Linked DNA regions of Mus musculus: region 2 is linked to region 1. A link is a contact called in public HiChIP or PLAC-seq data. All regions are on one chromosome and are shown on one strand. Each heading gives the region's core, a stretch centred on a gene start, on an enhancer-like site or on the middle of the called end of the contact. The rest is flanking DNA. Distances are from core to core; before and after follow the strand shown.

Region 1 (5,426 bases), core at 1,192-3,691:
TGTTCCAGGTATGAGCTACCAAACCCTGCTAAATCCCAGACCTTCCATTATGAAGTCTACCTTTAGAAAATAAAATAATGTTAAGGTACACTGTTGTTTTCCAAAATCCCTGAATGGAGAACAGTTCACGTAGAAGCTTCCCTCCGAGATCTGAAGGTGCCATCTCTGTAGTAACCAAGCACGCGCTCCTCTCACAGATAAGCCCCCCCCCCCAGGAGCACTACTACCTCGGTTTGGCTTTGCCTCCCCCGGCCCCCAACAGCATACTCTCCTATTCCTCAGCAGGGGTGTTGTGCTTTGCTCTGAGAAAAGCACTGGCCATCTTTCCTTTCCCACCTGACTTCCGCTCTGCACTACCAGCAACTGAAACCATGTGAACCTAACAGAGTATGAAGACTGGATTTAGGACAAAACTGCTTGCTATGCTTCCTAGTTCCACCAACTCCTCATTTTAGTTACATTCTCTGCGATCCAAGCGTAAGAGAAGAATGTCACCTGACCACACAATGTCATAGAATTACATATGAGCACAGTAACTCGAGCATCTTAGCAGGCACAAGACATCAGAAGGCCGTGAGTCTGCCTTTGTTCTTACTGCTGTTATCACTACTTCCATAGCTCAAGCCTTCCGTGTCCTACTGCAGATAATCACATTCATGTGATACTGTTCCAGGCGACACTTGTATCCTGCCAACCACTTAAATCCAAGTAACTGGGAAATGGCGTTGAGCTAAACGTCTTTAGACTCCAATCGCCTTAGATATGAACCCACTCCGTGGGGAACAGTAACCCCCAAAACACCACACAGATGGGTAACTTCTGACTCACCATATAAAATGGGAATACAACCAAAAGCCACCTGTAATGTCTACCAAACAGTATCCTGACACTCCCTGCAACTCTATAAGGTAAGCATTGTAACTGTTCTCATTTTACAAATGAGGACATTGAGGATAAATGATGCTCTACCATAACAGAGTTCCAATCTATCAAAAAAAGTACACATATAAATAAGTGCGTGTGGTAGAGGAGAGGGGATAGAAAAGGTGTTTATGACGGGTGCAAAGGAACAAGGAAAGAGCTGAATTGAAAAGATGAGTGGCCATTAGGCATTCCCAGCCAACGCAATGTGCCCGCACACAGGACTGGAAATAAAACCCCAGCGCAGGAGTGGGAATTGCATCTTTGGAAAGGCAGACAAGGGTGAAAGGGCAGAGGACCTTTGAAAAGGCGAGTAGGGGCCAAATCACAGAAGGCCTTGCATACAACAGAAAGGAGTGAAGGCTTTAATCTGCACTCAACTTTCCTGTAAGTAATTACATTATTTTTCCAAAACTTTGCCAAGATATTGTGAGCAGGAGTAAGTGTGAGACTATAGAGGCAGAGACCATAAACAGGTAAAGGAGGTTGAAAAGGGGAGGTCCAAGGATGAAACCCAGAGTTTCTTAAATAGAGTGGCCTGGTAAAGAAGGATGGTGACACCACAACAACCAATGCTGTGAAAAGGGAGTGGAGACCCAAACCAGGGATTTCCCATAGCTGTGGCAAAAGGCAGAGGCCCAGGAAGAAGACAGCTGGCTCAGCTCTCAGATTCAGGAGTCAAATGTTTTGGCCATCTCTATATAGGAGGAAAGACACCCTGAAAGTTAGGAGACACAGTCCATAGATAGGTTTGAGCTTTGGCCCTGGCTTGCTGGAAACCTGTGGCTGACATATTTCACTGTCCTCATTTGTAAAATCAAAGAAAATGTTTAAAGTACATTTTCTAAAGAACGGAGGGAGTGGCGTTAAATTTCTTTCATCTACAACTGAAGCCGACTTTGGGTAGAAGGGCCACAGTGGAGACTTCTGAAAGCCTGAGCAGGGCAGAGTGCCACCATCAAATCACTTTCACAGAGGTCTGGACCCTGGGTGTGCTGCAAGAAACCCTGGTTGGCTGTCTCTGGTCTCCACAAGCCTGGCTTTATGGGTGAGCTGTTTTCAGCGGCTGCGATCACCTCTTGGCCAAACTTGAGTGGCTACTCCTTTTCTGGTTAGGAGTTGGTTCCTCCCGCCCTCCAGGGAACAGGTCCCACCGGGTTCGACTCCTCACTGCATCCGCCGGACCTCACACAGAAAGGGGCGTTCGGGAGACCTGAACTCAAAGACTGCGGACGCAGCAGATCTCGGGCTCTACCACCCGAGCTTTCTAGAAGCAAGAAGACCCCACACGCACCCAGGCCTGGGCCATTCCTAAACCGCGTAAAGTCCTTAGGCCGCCATTGTGTCTCCAGGGGCCCAAGAAGAATAGTCCGGACCCCGGCCTTCCCGTGCCCTTCACAAACCCCTCACCCCGGCGCCCTGCTCCGGAGGCAGCTTCTGTAGCCGCCAAAGCGGCGTCCCCTCTTCCGGCTCCATCCCCGAGAAGTAGAGATACCTGTCACGTGACAGGCCTGAACCTTAGGCTTACGCTCCGATTCGTCCACGTGACTTTCTGGAGGGCGGGGCCGGCGGGCGGGCTCAAAGTCCTTGTGCGCATGTGCAAAACCTCAGCCATTGGTTTTCTCCTGTAGAAAAAAGAGCAAGTTTTTTTTCCCTCTTTTTTTTTGGGGGGGGGGGGGGGGGGGGAGGGGCGGTCGAGACTGAGGGGAAGTCTGTTACCCATCCGCTTGCTGCTGAAGGAAGATTTACAGACTTTTGCTCGGTTGAGACTGTGTTCAGAGACAGATCTCATAAACTTTCTTCACTGCAGAAAATCATCTAGTAATAGTCACAGCCTGTATTTGAACCCAGGGCCTTTCCCCCAGAGATCTGACAGTCTCCTAGTCAAAGAGTTTGACCTCAAAGACAAATTAAAGTTACTTTTTTTTTTTAATTTTTTTTTATTTTAAGAAGAGATGTGGGGTGGGGGGCTGGAGAGATGGTTCAGCAGTTAAGAGCACTGACTGCTCTTCCAGAAGTCCTGAGTCCAATTCCCAGCAACCACATGGTGGCTCACAGCCATCTGTAATGAGATCGAATGCTCTCTTCTGGTGTGTCTGAAGACAGCTACTGTGTATTCGTAGACATAAAATAAATAAATCTTTAAAAAAAAAAAAAGATTGGATCCCCCCCCCCCGTTTACAAACAGCAAACGCAATCCAAGACAGAACTCATAGAAAGGCAAAGTTCAGCTATATATTATTAAGCAACCCAAAGACTCATTATCCAAGCTAAGAAACAAAACAACCTGCTGGTAAAGAAAACCCATGTTTATACCCACACATTTACCACAGGAGTGAACCCAAAATTCTTTGAGTTGTAATTTCAATCCAAAAAAAAGAAAGTTCGTGATAGAATGAGCCTTGTCATGAGAAGGTGCCATAACAATTAGGGTGATTACAACCCAATATGTAATGTTAGGATTAAGAGTGTTAGAAAGTGCTGAGAGGCATAGATAGAAAAATAGATAGATAGATAGATAGATAGATAGATAGATAGATAGATAGACAGACAGACAGATAGATAGATATGCCTTGTCCACAGTCACATACATGAGCGATAGCTGCAGAGTTTGAAGAAAGAATGAGAGTTCTGCTGTTCTGCCTGGGTAAAGGAAGGCTTACAGGAATGCATGCTTCTGTGACCATGCAATGTGTAAGTTAATAGTGCAAAATGACATCCATCAGGATATAAAGGATATCAAAAAACGGGATTTAGACAACACTGGACACCAAGAAAAGGTTGACCTTTGAAACATGACTATATTAAAATTGAACTTCTGGCAGATGCTGAATTTAAAATATTACATAAAGTGAGAGGAAAGAGCCCTTAATATTTAATGTCTTTTCATTAGTAATCGCTTGTCTTTGTATGTAATTTAAGGCATCATTTTTTTTTAATTTTCAACTTTTTCATTAAAAAATAAAGCGTGTGTGTGTGTGTGTGTGTCTGTGTGTGTGTCTGTGTGTGTGTCTGTGTGTGTCTGTGTCTGTGTGTGTGGTGTGTGTAGGTTGAGGACAACTTATAGACATTGATTCCTTCCTTTTAGGGTCCTGGGGTCTGGACCCTAGTTTTCAGGCTTGCAAACAAACAAATGTTTTAAGTGCCCTGAAGCACTTTAAAACATTACCTGTCTGTTCTGATCCTACCTCAGCTAGGTGTATTTGCGTTTCTGTCACCCTAACTTTGTTTATAGTAAGGGCTTAAAATGCAGACTCTGGAGTTAAGTTTAAGTCCAGCTCTGTAAATCATTGGTAACTGTTATCGTCTGTATAGCAATGGCAAGCTAGTTCACGTCTCTGGCTGGTCTGCGTCTTCATCTCTCATTATTTAGAATGACCATGCAGACTTTACAGGGCTTGTTTTAAGTTCATACCTGTAAAGTTGTTTACATAAAGCACAGCCTAGCACCTAGAAAATGGTATGATTCCTTTCTAAGGAGACTTCTTCCCCTGCCTGTATATCGCCAAGATACATCCAGCCTGCCTTATGGGCCGTGCAGGCAATGCAGATGAAGGGTTGCAACTGGGAGATGTGAAAGAAGCCAGGGAAGCCTCAGTGCTGAGCAGAAGCTGGAACGCCAGCTTCCTCTTTAGAGAGCTTCTTTCTGGGGTCGTTTCCTTATTTTCTATTGTTCTTCCTGTTTTTGTTGTCTGTCATTTGGGGGTAGAGTTTCGTCCACAAAAAATCTCAAGTTCTTCCTCCCTCCTTTCCGTCCTTCTCCAATTTCTGACAGACATCTACAGTGCATACATATTTGACAAATTATGACTATATTGATCTCTTTTAATGTTTGCTTTCAAAGCAGCCAAATATGACCTGGAATATAGCTCGATGGCACAGTGCTTAAACAATAGCAAGGAAAGATTTAAAAAATTAAAAAACAAACAAACAAACAAACCCTAGCTGTGGTGGTCTGAATAGAAAGGGCCCCCATAGACTCAAGTGTTTGAAGGCTTGGCCCATAGAGAGTGACATTATTGGAAGGTGTGGTCTTGATGGAGAAGGTGTGTCACTGTGGCGTCGAACTTTTAGGTACCAAATGCTTACTTAAGCCAAGGCTCATTTCTTTTATAGCTGCCTTTGTATCAAGATGTAGAACTCTCAGCTCCTTCTCCAGTACCATGTTTGCCTGCATGCTGTCATGCTTCCTGCCATGACAATAATGGACTAAAGCTCTGAAACTGTAAGCCAGCCCCAATTAAATATTTTTCTTTATAAAAGTTGCTGTGGTCATGGTGTCTATTCACCACAGTAGAAACCCAAATTAAGACTCTAGCCAATTTTGTGTGTGTGTGTGAATTTACCCATCTCCTTCTCCCAATGTCTTACTAAAGGCATCCACTAATAACCATTTACACTGATGATATATTTTCCAATTTATTTTCTAGATCGTATTTGCAACAGAGTCTGCCTTCTGAGTTGTCAGTCACTAATGAATCAGAACCCCTTGCTTTCTATTATTC
Region 2 (5,383 bases), core at 1,894-4,393, 2.4 Mb after region 1:
TCTGTGGAAACAGCAAATATGAACAGCTCTCTAAAGCCAGCTACAAAATGAAGCCAAATAAATGAAAGGGACTTGAAGTCGGGTGATCATGAGGAGTCAAGAAAGGTCCTGCTCCATTCTGCCTGCAGGCCAATGATGAGACTCTGAGAAAAGACCATCCAGAGACTGCCCCACCTGGGGATCCACCCCATAAACAACCACCAAACACGGTCACTAGGCAGATGCCGACAAGAGCCTGCTGACAGGAGCCTGATATAGCTTTCTCCTGATGGCCTTTACCAGTGCCTGACAAATACAGAAGTAGATGCTCACAATCATCCATTGGACAGAGCACAAGGTCCACAATGAAGGAGCCAGAGAAATACCCAGGGAGCTGAAGGGGACTGAAGCCCCATAGAAGGAACACCAATATGAACTAACCAGTACCCTCAGAGCTCCTTGGAACTAAACCACCAATCAAAGAAAACACATGGTGGAACTTGTGGCTCTATCTATATATGTAGCAGAGGATGGCCTAGTCGGTTATCAAAGGGAGGAGAGGTCGTTGGTCCTGTGAAGGTTCTATGCCCCAGTACAGGGGAATGCCAGGGCCAGAAATGGGAGTGGGTGGGTTGGGGAGAACGGGGAGAGGGGAGGAAATAGGGGATTTTCAGAGGGAAAACTAGGACAGGGGATAACATTTGAAATGTAAATAAAGAAAATATCTAATTAAAAAAAGAGAGAATCTGAGAAAAGGAGGAAAATGGTCTATAGAGGACTGTTTAGCAGAAGTGAACTCATGAGAAGGTAGAGAGTGCTGAGCTAGTCTGCATAGGTAAAAACGTGAGGAGGGATGGAATGCTCCTTTGTAATGTGAAGGAAGGAGAAAACTGTACACAATGTGCAAGGGATTTGGTGATAAGGAGGTATGAAAACCTTCTGCAGGCTTATATTTTCTGTTTTATAGACTTCTGCCCTCTGTGAGTGACATGGCCACTGCTGCCCTCTTGAAATTAATTATAATTACCCTCAGGACACCCTCAAAAGATTGCGCCCAGTAGCATTTCCTCAGAACTGCCATTTAGTTTACTCTCTATTTTATGATCTTAAAACTCATCTAATTAAAATTTCAAATATACTTCTTACTGGTTTTTATAACATCATTCAACATTTTTTTTTTCTAACCTGGAAAGGGAATACTGGCTTAGACCAGTGTTCTGATTGTTCTCAGTGACCTTGAACAGCTAGCACATACTATTATTGAACTATATCTACTTAACTATAAAACAAAGGTGACCTCTAAAAATAAGTGCTCACATCATGAATCAGAATTTTCTTCACCTATTTTAAGGTTAGATTTCTTCCTCGCAGGTATAAATAATTATTACATTGCTGCAATTTGAGGTTGCTATACAAACTTCAATGCACATTTGAAAATATTTTCTACAATTCTTTTTTCCAACTTCTCATATGTACATTCAGTTTCACTTTTTAAAAAAGACATTTACCTATTTATTTGTATATGTGTGGGGGACAGTGCATGTGCAAGTCACACTGTGTGTGTGGAGATCAGAGAACAATTGGAGGAAGTCAGTGCTCTCCTTTCACCATGTAGGTACTAGGGAGCAAACGAAGGTCATTCCATGTGGAGCATGGTATGCAGCACCCCCTCTATGACCGCTACCGCCTTATGCTCCTGCCTCCTGGTTCCTGCCATGTTTGAGTTCCTGTCCTGATTTCCTTCAATGATCGACTATGGTGTGGAAGTGTAAGGAAATAAACCCTATCCTCCACAAGTCGGTTTTGGCCATGGTGTTTCATTACAGCAATAGACACCCTAATTAAGACAACTGGTATCTGGAAATGTCTAAGAGTCTCAGGTGATGGCAATTCCCTCCATGTCAAGGTCATCTCATTTTTTCCAGTCTCTTGGACTAGGCCCGGTTGTTTTATCAAAAGCAACGCACACTAAAGCCATATTTGCCCGCTTACAGCATTTAACAAATAAAATTGTGCTTTATCTATGTCCACTCTCCACTAGACAAAACTTAACTCCAGATGCTGTCAAATTAGGGGCTGGTTCTTTTAGTTCATCTTTATATTGCCAACCTCAATATGAGGCCAATAAACACATATGCTGAATCAATGAACAGATCCTCTAGCTAGGAGAGTGAAGATGAACAACTCCCAGAAATGCCACCTACCTGTGAGATCCAGAGTTCTATCCACAAAGACCACAGAAGCCCTGCCTGTAGCAGTCTTTTTCCTGTTCTTGGCGGGGGCATAATTTGCCAGATCTGTAGCGATGACCCGACTGAGGGGACCCACGGCGAAACACTCCTCTCGTACCCCTAGATGTTCACACAGAGAACTGAGGCCTGACACGAGGCATCTGATGTACAGCAGCAGCTCTGGGGTTAGGGCAGTGGCATCCACCTCACCCAAGCTGCTCAGCCTCCTCTTGTCGGGTCTGGCACTGTTAAGAGCGTGGACATCCTGAGGTAGCAGTGGGAAGAGGGTAGCAAAGGCTGGAGTAAAAGCGAGATGGGAGGCAACAGGGGCGAGAAACAACGGGACGTGGAGCACCTCGGCCGTATAGTTCTCGTTGCCCATCCACTCACAGAGCTTCTCCTCCAGCTGTTCGAACACCGGCTGCTGCCCCTCGAGCTCGGCCGCTGCAGCGGCCGGTACGTGGTTAGCAGTGAGGTGGACTGCGTGGCTCACGGCTGTGACCACCACACAGTGCTGAAAGTGACTGCGGCAAATGATACTCTGTAGAGTGTCTACGATCCGGCCTTTCAGCGGGCTGCTCAAAACGAAAACCGCCCGGGGCTGCTTGGCTCCCCCGCCAATGGCCTGGGGTTCAAATTCCCGCAGGTGACACGCAGGACCCTTCACCGCCTCCAGAAGCCGGCTGGATCCGCAGCTCCAGTGCAGGCTCTCGGCGCAGGCAGCGTCCAGGTAGACCACGGACCACTTCACTTTGGCCAGCACCTGCTCCCAGCCTTGCTGGGCAAAGGCCAGTATGCCCGCGGCGCTCATGATCCCGTATCGCCAGCTGGCCAGGGGTCTCACCGGCGTACGGGCGGGAACTCAGGTCAGAACGCAGGGCTTCCGGGTACTGAGTACTTTGACAGTCAACACAGTACACGTGGGCCTGTCTCTGACGCTCGGCGTTCGCGCGCGCGGTGATGACGTCTTAGGCGCTCATTGGCTGATCAGGCGCGCGGGCTGGCGGAAGGAACGTCTGCACTTGAAGGAGGAACGGAATGTGCTTACAGGGTCGATAGTCCCTGAAAAGCTGGAGGCAGCAGCTTTCTAGGAAAGAATTGAAATGGGTTTTGTTCGTCCCTCCCTTGTCAGCTCTCATCACCTTTTCCTCCAGGTTAAGAATTCTCGGGAATAATAAAACCTGGTCTGAAGCAAAGTACTTCCCCCATCTGAACTTGGAGAAGCCAAACAACTACTGCAACGTAATAGTTGGTCTTGTGTAGGTTATCTTCTGCGTTGGTGCACTCCAGCCTCGTGAAATACCTTTTGGGACCAGCAAGATGGCTCATAAGGCTAAAAGCGCTTGCAACACAAGTCGTATGACCTGAGTTTGATCCTTCGGACTCAATGTAGAAAAACAGGACCCGGAAAAATTGTCCTCCATGTGCCAATTGTGGAAAACGCACAATCACCCATCCCCAACACACACACACACCACATACACAGAGAGAGACAGAGACAGACACACAGAGAGAGACAGAGAGATCCTGTCTCCACACAGTCAAAAGGCTTTGGGGTCCATTTCACAGCTACTAAGATGAGAATTGGGTTGAGGAATAGATATACTGATCTACACATCTCAGTTTAGAACCTGTTTTATTATTATTATTATTATTATTATTTAATTGTGGAAACATGCATGAGATAAAAAAATTTAGTAATTTACTGTTCTAATTGTGTGTGTGTGAGTGAGTGTGTGTGTGTGTGTGTGTGTGAGTATGTGTGGACAGGATCTCATTGTGCAGCCCTAGCTGTCCTGGAACACATGATGTGGATCAGGTTCGTTGCAAACTCACAGAGATCTGCTTGCCTCTGCCTTCCTAGTGCTTGGATTAAACGTGTGTGCCACCATGTCCACCATTAGTCATTTTAAAATGTACAGTTCGGAAACATTAAAAAACATTCATGCTGCTGTACAACCAATCTTTGGAACTTTTTATTTTGCAAAATCAAAATAGTTTCAAAACTATATACCCTTTAAATAACAATTGCCACCCTCAACCTCAGCTCCCTGCACCCCCCCCCCAGCATTTGTCAGCCTCTACTTTAATCCTGTTCTCTTTGCATTGGCACTGTGGGTCTTATAATTGGGTCCCTGTACTATCTGCTTTATTGTGATTAACTTACTTCACCTAACATCATTCATCTAGTTGTGACACATGGCAATTGCTTTCATTTTAAAGTTTTATTCGTGTGTTTCTGTGTGTGAGAGAGTGTGTGTGTATACAGTTGGGTTTTGACCTCCCTAAAGCATATGCCACCATACCTGGTCTCTTGGCATGATTTGAGCAGTAATCTATTCATTGTCTAATTCTTATAGCTAAGCACTCCTTTTCATTACTTCTCAAAAGTATACTTCACAGCCGGGTGGTGGTAGGTGGTGGCGTACTCCTTTAATCCCAGCACTCGGGAGGCAGAGGCAGCAGATTTCTGAGTTCGAGGCCAACCTGGTCTACACAGTGAGTTCCAGGACAGCCAGGGCTACACAGAGAAACCCTGTTTCAAAAAAAAAAAGTATACTTCATATTAAATGATATCATTATTATTGACATTGTTCTGAGATGGAGTCTTACTCTGCTAGCCTGAGTCAAGCTCTAGCCCTGGCCTCCAGAGGACCTGGAAGGACAGGATGCACTGCCAGGCCTGGGTTAGCAGCAACATCACCATCATCATTGCTTAGAACAGCAATAAATAATGAGATGGCAAATAAGTATACTCAGGATAAATGTGATATTGTAGTGAGATGAGTTCATAATATAAGAAGCAAGAGACAGTCTATAAAATAGTCAAATTATTTAATGTCAAAGTTTCCCATGGCAAATGGAGAGATTAATCCTAACCAAGGAAGCATATCCATACAAGGATTCAGTTTAGGAGGAAAGAAGGAAGGAAGAGGCTTTGAAGGATGGTCATTAGAGCTTTATGAGCTTCTCTGCTTTGTAGAAATCATTTTCAAAGCTTAGCTCAAGTGCTACCTCCACCACGCAGGCCTCCTACCGCATTCACCACCATTCATTAATCAACTCGTTGTTGATGTCTAAACTCTTTGTCTAGACAATGATTTGAAAGACAAACTCTTTTCCAGACTGGAAAGAAAAGCAATTCACTCTGCAAAAGACAATCAACTCTCTCA

Evidence for each region. HiChIP or PLAC-seq counts read pairs in DNA pulled down with a chosen protein or histone mark.
Region 2: a contact with region 1 is called in an H3K27ac HiChIP or PLAC-seq map of thymic regulatory T cells, with 15 times the contacts expected there. The contact joins the promoter of Scfd2 here to the promoter of Commd8 in region 1. A contact is called at or near these places in 1 of 39 promoter capture datasets (pre-B cells), 1 of 484 Hi-C or Micro-C datasets (CD4 T cells), 2 of 115 datasets of contacts at active chromatin or transcription factors (regulatory T cells and thymic regulatory T cells) and 1 of 9 other capture datasets (liver).

The regions. Positions count from the first base shown.
Region 1 is chr5:72,165,748-72,171,173 of GRCm38.p6, forward strand. It overlaps Commd8 (COMM domain containing 8), which reads right to left and starts at 2,442. Exons shown (of 5, transcript NM_178599.5): 1 at 2,332-2,442. The coding sequence starts at 2,397.
Region 2 is chr5:74,528,599-74,533,981 of GRCm38.p6, forward strand. It overlaps Scfd2 (Sec1 family domain containing 2), which reads right to left and starts at 3,144. Exons shown (of 9, transcript NM_001114660.2): 1 at 2,184-3,144. The coding sequence starts at 3,021.